Linked DNA regions of Zea mays: region 1 is linked to region 2. Evidence: chromatin contacts called from public Hi-C data. All regions are on one chromosome and are shown on one strand. The core of a region is the stretch at or near the end of the contact, and the rest is flanking DNA. Distances in the headings are between cores, read along the strand shown. Region 1 has its middle 7.6 kb from the start of LOC100502211. Region 2 holds the start of LOC100281285.

What was found. Hi-C and Micro-C count contacts between places; a contact is called where the count stands out from the background.
Region 1: a contact with region 2 is called in a Hi-C map of leaf, with 3 times the contacts expected there. The contact joins the enhancer-like site here to the promoter of LOC100281285 in region 2. A contact is called at or near these places in 6 of 25 Hi-C or Micro-C datasets (endosperm, leaf and root tip).

Annotation. Positions count from the first base shown.
Region 1 is chr1:24,445,042-24,449,157 of Zm-B73-REFERENCE-NAM-5.0, forward strand. No RefSeq gene overlaps it. Among protein-coding and RNA genes, the nearest start is that of LOC100502211, 7.6 kb to the right of the region's middle. Within about 2 kb of position 1,295, at least 20 of the 20 cell types and tissues checked have an H3K27ac peak or open chromatin away from gene starts, as enhancers often do. A contact at or near this core is called in endosperm, leaf and root tip, where this site is marked.
Region 2 is chr1:24,351,099-24,355,182 of Zm-B73-REFERENCE-NAM-5.0, forward strand. LOC100281285 reads left to right here and starts at 2,747. Exons shown (of 1, transcript NM_001372495.1): 1 at 2,747-3,715. The coding sequence starts at 2,851. The coding sequence ends at 3,387.

The DNA.
Region 1 (4,116 bases), core at 45-2,544, 92 kb after region 2:
CACTTACTATCTTACTCCTCATTTTAAACTTCACTATATAAACAGTGTAATCTACAATTCTACATTATAAAACCGTATTTTGCATGTTCATATACACGTTCCGCTGTAGATGGCCTAGAACTTAACAAGCTAGTAATAGTAAAGTAGTAATGCGTTCAGACTTACTGTCATAACAGAAACCCTTTGACTTGATTAGGACGTTAGACAATACTAGACTCCATTCCGCATTTCCGCTGCTGTTTGCTGTTGCTACGCGGAGTTAACAACGAAGAAGCCTGCTCCCTGTCCTAACTCGTGATAGATTCAGAGAACTTGTTCGCGGATGGGTTGAACTATGTACATGACAGGCGATGCTGATACATTCAGACATGCATATCGCACGATTTAACGGATGACACCACCGAGAGAACCTGTCAGACTGTCCGCAACGGTTACCCATAATTTTTTTTATCTATATCACTTTTTTGCGTCACATCATCAACATTTCATCCCCTACTTTTTCATTTCTCGCAGCGGTTCCCCATATATTCCCCCCTATACCCCACTACAACTATAAAATATCACTATCCAATTTAAAAAGCATAGGATCGATACTCCTACCAATTTAATATCTAATAATGTGTTTATGTTATTGAATCTATGTTCATGTTATTGAATCTACTTAGTGTGCAAGCAATACTTATACTAGTATTTATAATAATGTTGTTTAATTTAAAAAGCATAGGATCGATACTCTACCAATTTAATATCTAATAATGTGTTTGGTTTGAAGAATCAATCTATTTTAGGTGAGTTGGTGCATCATGAGTATGTCAACAAATTTGGTGGTGATCGATAACTTATTTGATTACACAAATCAAACAAGAAACCGAAGAATGAGAAGATAATAGACTATCCCATTCCTGGAATCAAACAATACTCTAAAATTATCATAATTTACATCCCAAAGGCCACCCCTAAACCATAGTTCGTGGCTGATATGAATGCCCGCCGCTCGTCAGGGGCGACGCAACTGCTGTTCCAAACGACATTAATGCGCAACAGAAACAGAGGGTTTCAGCCTGGCGCAATGGAAGTGTCATCTTGGAGCATACTAGAGGCAGATACATGGTTTGGAAGACGTCGTGCAGTGCATGCGTTCAACATTTCGGGCGTGCCTGATCTGACAAGCGAGCGGAGCCGATGCGCGCGCGTACCTGTCACGCGCAGCAGCAGAGTACATAGGACAGGACAGGAGAGGACGAGGGTCGTCGTTCCTGCCAACGACTGTGCTCGCTTGACTGAGATCCAGGGGGCGCCCGCTTGGAAGAGATGGCCAAAACAGCAACATCCAACGGGGACGGGGGTGGTGCACCCCCGACTGGTACCTACCGTGAAAAGGGCAGGCAAACAGGACGCCTTGAATGAGCGAGCCCCGGTCCGGCGCGTTCCCGTCGCGTTTCCAGCAAAGGTGAGAGCAGTTTCCTCACGCAGCTAGACCGTTGCTCCCTGCAGTTTTCCGCTGCCTCGGCCAACGATGCCCGTGCTGCGTTGCATCCACGGCCACGGCGACGACTGCTCTGCTCTGCTCTGCCCTGCCCGTTTCGCTCCGACGGAGGGGAAAGTGGGGCGAGGCGCTCGCTGGTTGCTTTCGATCGGTCGCCGGTCGGGCAGCGGACGAGGCGCCGGGCCTTTCTATTCTAGTTGCGGGATTCATTGCTCCTGGGGGCCCAGGCGACCCATGGGCAACATCGCTTCCCCACCCGTGATGGATACTGTCCGGCCCGGTATATATCCTAGTCTAGATTGCAGCGCTGAGTTGGGATGGATCACGCTCCGACCACCCCCCCTGCCGTTGGACTGTTTTCTCTCCCTTTTGGGCTGGCCCTTATTTTGCTATTGAAATGCTTCACAAAGTGCTAGTTAGTGCTGGGAATTTTTTTAGGGAAATGGTTTTTTTTATTATTATCCCAGCAAGAGTTAACGGAGATGGTCACATTATTGTCCGCCCAGGATAGGATAGGTTCAAGCTGAAGGTTCCGAATCCAAGCTGTTGAATGTTTTGGTACAGAGGGAGGAGAAGGTGCCCATGAGCTAGCTAGCTCATCAGCCGCTCAGTTGTGGCTGGCGCTGATGGGAGGGAGGGGCCGAGGGCGAGGGGACAGCCGATCGACCGGCGTACGGCGTGGCCGGGCGAGCTCTCGCCGGTGACGACGTGTTGCAACAGCAGAGGCTGTGCGGACTGCCTGCGGAGCCCAGGGCAAGGCTACGGTACCCCCAGCATGTCCGCCCATGCTGCTCACTCGTCAGTCAAGCTGGCATAACAACGTGCCCGCAAACTCCGGCAAAGAAAGGACGGCGTACAACCGGTCTACTGCAAGTATTGACATGTAAAAATTGTTGAGAAACCCTAATGAAAGGTTATGTGGGCAAATACCGAATATGCCCCTGAGGGCAATCACGTCTCTATATATAGAACATGTACCCCTCATATGGAAGAGATCAGAAAGAGGCCATAGGCCCAACCATATATCCTGTGTCTCGTGTGTTTCCTCTGTCGTGCTTATGGGAAGGGAGACGGGTTCTCTACAGCTTCTCGCGCCTCTACTGCTGACGGGAGGGAAGGGAGCGGATCTGGTGATCCGTGGTAACGTAGTTCTCAACACGTTATCAGCACGCTCTACCTCGACGTTGCTGTGGGATCAGATCTGCATCAACTCTTCGTCAAGCTGGCAGGTCTTTTGGCCTAGCCAAACTGTCCTACGCGGCAGGCTTCGTTTCCGTTCGCTGATGAAGAAATGTGGTATGAAATCTCTGGTGGACGATTTACTTTTGTTGACGGTAAACAAAGCATCGTCGTGAAAATACTACGGGCAATGCGGCAAGAAGAAAACAATATCCGACGATAGTCTTGATGGTCGCGCGTCATATGCACCGTCCAGCAGGCGTTGTCTCACTCCGCACAGCAGGCCACCAGCCCGTGCGCCCTCGTGCTTGCGACTGCGGCCTCGGCCAACGGCTTCCATGTCGCGCCTGAGTTTGTGCCTGTGATGGAGGCACACCTCGTCATGGTCGCGCCCGTATCGGAGGCTTGCCAGCGTGGCTGTGACGGAGTCCACGCGTCCGTGGAAGGCGGCGATCTGGGCGCATCTGTGGCCAGGCAAAAGTGCTTTGGTCCGTCCGAATTATTTTATTGGACTGGATCATCGTCTATCTGGGATCTGGCGATGCAGGTGGATAAAAATGAGACTGTTTTCCACGGTCTAATCTGCATGTTTGTGCAATGCGCGATGTGTGGCCATGCACGAAGCAAGCCAACGGATGGGAGATGGCGTGGACCATTTCCTCCTCTGTACTTCTTTTCCGTGCGCATGGGCCCCACCATCTTGCATGTCCGCATGCACGCATGGACGAGTGGACGTGATGCCTTATTTCCGACCTGATCAAATAGGCTAGTTTAAGGTGCATGTGTCCAACAGGTGAACAAAACCCCCATTTATTATACGCAATTTTCCTTATATTTTATATGGATGATTTTTCCCCTAAATTTATACAAGTTTAAATTGTATGCATGCTTTATGTAATTGTCTCTACCTTAATTAATTATTTCCTATAGTAAATAATTACTAGAAAAATGCATGCTTACATACAAGGAAGTTGCCTTTCACACCTGATGTGAAGTGTGTGGTCCTCCTCCCTAAGAAAAGCCTCGAGTTCCTGTTTTTATAGTCGCAAGGAGGATATCCATGGGTACAAGGGTTGGTGCGTGGTTATTGTGGTCAGAGGAGACGCGTCCGAGCCATGTGGCGTCATGACTGGCGAAATGGCCCTTGTCCTATTGTCCGAGCCCTATAACATGTTCTTCTAACGGGGTAGAGAGTCGAGGCTGAGCTCGGGATCATGGTCTTGTGCCTGAGCCCAGCCTGTACATGGGTGCGGATGTCGAGTTGGAATAGTTGTCATAATGCTTGGTATGGTCCTCGACGAGATTCACAGAAGAGTAGTGGCATTTAATGCACGTCTGCTGGGGCAGTTGGCCGAGGACGAGGCCGAGCTTGGGTGAGGTGGAGATTTCTCTGGAGGCTGAGGCCTTGACCGGACGTTACATGTGGCCGCGCTCAGAGTGGTTCAAACAGT
Region 2 (4,084 bases), core at 1,497-3,996:
TATCTAAGTGTAATAATTATTATTATAAAGGGCCTCCGATATGAGTCTTGTCCCGGGCCTCTAAAATATCAGGACCGGCACTGGCCCCCAGCAAGGGAGAACGCGCATTAAATTCCACCTACTCTCCTGTGAATCTCGCAGAAGACCATGCCAAACACTGTTTCAACTACTCCAACTCGACACACTTGGAAAACGTCTCATCCGCACCTTGTATCGGCTAAGGTGGACGCATGCCCATGCTCCCGAACCAGCCTTGGCTCTCTAACCCATTAAGAGAATAGGCTACAGGGATCGGGCATCCTTCTCCCGACCAAAAGCAAAAACAAGGACAAGGGCCATCCCGCCGACCATGCCGCTACAGGACTTAGACACATCTCCTATGACTACAACAACAACATAACAATCCTTGTACATCTGGGCCTCCTTGCGACTATAAAAGGAGAAGTTTGGGGCCTTATATGGGGGGAACGACTCAAGGCTCACAACTCATCTCACTCCTGATATTGGCACTCGTTTCAATTATATTTAGAGTATTGGGACTCAATCCCTCTCTAGACTCGCTTGTATCCCCTACTACGAGTACTTAGTTGCAAGATAATACAAGCCTCCCACCCCCACTAGAGGTAGGGCCTTCTCTTGCCCGAACTAGGATAAATCTTGTGTGTCTTCTTGCATCAACCATCCAAGGCAAGGGCACGCTGCCAAATTTACTAGTTGGTTAGGACCCTCGGGTCAAAACACCCACAATATGTCTTGTCATATCAACGGACACCAGAGTCCATGCCATCGGGTATAACATAGTTGATTCCGACATAGCAATTTGCACTTGATAATAATTACTAGTACACTAATGCACATATGCATGGCTATAGGGACGATGACACATATCGAATAGTGGTCTTGAGTGTGTGTTGCCTAAGTCATAGCAAAAGTGCACCTATAAGACCGTAATATCACCCATCCGAAGTGCTAACCTCATAAGACCGCTAGGAGTAAAGATCGAACATGATATTGTAACTCTGAGGGCAGTTATGCTATTAGTGAGGGTAGTTGCATTACTTTTGTCTTGCGGGTGTCTCCATACTTAGCCGCTATAGGAGCTCCTTCGTCCACTTGGAAGGCCTCAGGTCCTATGGGGTAGGTCTCGAACATTTGAACTACCCAAAGTAGATAAATTTAAAGATTCAAGGGATGGTAGAGGGTCCTGGTCGGCTAAGAATATAATATGTGTCATGATGCCTCGAGTGTCATGGGGCCTAGAGTTTTAGATTATTGTTGGTACGACGATAGTTGATCGAACTCAAGTGTAGGAGGGTGTCCTAGGGATACCGAGGGCCTAGGGTTTTAGATTGTTGTTTTCATGACAAAATTATCGATGTAGTTTTATTCTTTTGGGGAGCATGGGTCCAACAGTCTCCACCTTCTCTCTTGGGATGATTTCTTTTACCATGATCTTTGAAGGTATCTTAACAACATTTGAGGTATGAACAATGACATATCTTAGTATCCCAAATACGCTGTCACCCGCGCTATGTCAAATACATGGATCAAAGGAACCAAATTAAACCTTCGTGTATTTATTCAGACAATATCAGCTCCATAATGAGAAATATAAAGAGTGTGGTAACTTTTACTAAGACCTGGAACGAAAAAAAACATTGGATTTCGCCACTAGCGGAAAGCTGACGCGTGACATTGCGGAGAACGGGAGAAGACATGGACTATATAACAAGTCAAAAAGGCTAAAACAATCATGCGGTACAAATAAAAAGGGGGTGTGTGAAGTGGACGGAAGAAGAAAAAGGCATTAAGCATGCACAACCACACGCATCACCCAATTAGGTAACTTGAAGATATTGGTTCTAGAAACCAGAATTTCCAACGGGGTGTGCCACGTGTGCGGTATATCACTGAGTTATGCGTCATTCCAGAAATGACAGATTTATTTTAAACAGAAAAAAACACAATCGAACTTTACACATTTCTAAAAAAAATAAGTTAATATAAGTTTACGACAACGAATCTACATTATTAATTTACACTTATTTACTAAAATGCTTTCGAGATGATTTCGATTCTTTGGTAAAATAGCACATCATTATTATATTATCATTAGCGGGTGAAACGGATAAGCACAAACAGGTCGACGCGCGTGTGCATGGTTTATTTCGGACGACATCGTCGTGAACTCGTATGCGTGCCCCTTGAGTCATGACAAATGGCGGGGCAGCGCACGGCACGGGTGCGTCGCCACACGCGCATGCTTGCGAACGGTGGCGCAACCCCGATTCCGGTCCGGGAGGCGCAGCTGGAGGCTGGACGCGCTATGGCTACTTGGCTACTACTAGTAGCCAACAGCGCTTGGTCGTGCTCGTGCCTCTCGGTCCCTACCTCGCCGCTCAGCCTCCTCGGCAACGAGCGTGAAAGAAATCCCTCGCAACGTACGTCGCGCATCTCCACGCCCCCTTGGCCCGGCCCGCTTGGCCCCATCTCACCCTTTGGATCCTTTTTTTTTCATTACGGATATCGGACGGTGTCCCCGACTGTCTGACATGGGCGGGGGCGATTAATTAGCCAGACGACTCGCTCGCTCTCAGCTTCCACGGCGACTGCCATTGGAACCCTGGTAGCTTTCTCTTTATTAATCGCCTTTTCGGGGGCGCCCCACCCCACACACGCGACGCGTAGAAACAGAGTCAAAACCCCGCCGTCTCCCTATATATACGCTCTCCGCCCGCAGCCGCTCACTCCACTCCACTTCCAGAGCGTGCCTTGCTCGTTGCTGCTCACTCAGTCACCTCCCCTGCCTCTGCACGTACTACGTACGTGCCGAGGACACAGCGGCCGGCGATGGGAGGCGCAGGCGAGGTGACGGAGCTGGAGCTGCGCATCCAGCTGCCTGACGGCGGCGGCGGCGGCGGCTACAACATCAACGACAACGCCGACATCCTGGCCGAGATCCTGGCGCGTCTGGACGGGCGCTCGCTGGCCGCGGCCGCCTGCGTGTGCCGCCTGTGGGCCGCCGTGGCGCGCCGCGACGCCGTCTGGGAGGCGCTGTGCCTCCGCCACGTCGGCCCCGCGCCACCTGCGGCGGCCGCGGGCCCGGCCACCCGCGCCGTCGTCGCCGCGCTCGGCGGGTACCGCCGCCTCTACCGCCTCTGCCTCGGCCCGGCGCTCGACCGGCTGGCGCAGGCCCAGGCCCAGGCGGCGCGGGCGCACCACCTGTCGCTCTCCCTCTCGCTCTCGCTCTTCTCCATCGACTGCTACGAGCGCCTCGGCGGCGGCGGGGGAGCGGCGGGGCCCAGCGCCGGCGCGGGTGCGCGCGGGAGACAGCAGCAGCAGCCGTCGTCGCTGCTGTTCCTCTGCAAGCCCGTCGACGTGTCGTGATGGCAATGGCATTCAGCTTCAGCCGTCGTCCTTCCTCCGCGAGCCCGTACGTCGACGTGTCGCGATGGCATTCAGCTCTCGTCGCTCCTCTGCTCGTCCTTTCCATGTCGTCGCGTCGTCCTTGGCGTACGCTGTCTGCCCTGGGCGCCTGGCCTTTGCTGCTGCTAGCTGCAACCTGCAATGCTCGTTTGCGTGTCTCACGGCCGCCGCCGCTTAACATAATCGTTTTAATTGGTTTGGTTTTGTTGATTAGCACGGACGAACAACAGGCAAGGAAGAGCTCTTCAATCAATTCAAGCTGTACCCGGAGAGGCTTATTAAATTCTAATAATGCTTATTCTTTCTTCCTTTGCTTTGCTTTACCCGCTGAGTACGCTTGTCCGCGCCCGCTTGGCGACTTGCTGTTTCGATGCAAGCGCCTTGTACTGCTTCCTCATGTTGCTGCTGCTTCGGCGGGATGCTTGCGTTGCGTGCACCCATGCCTGTCGACATTGCTTTCGTGTTTGGCTCCATGCCTGTCGACTTCGCCCGCCTCTGGGAACGGATGGATGTACATGGACGGACGCACGCACGCATGATCCAGCCATGACGGCGAGCTCTCGTCGGCCGGCCATGTGTTCGATACGCTCAGCACCGACTCTTACGTTCACTGTTGTGTTCACGACCGAAAATGGTCAGAGCATTGAAAAGGTGTCTT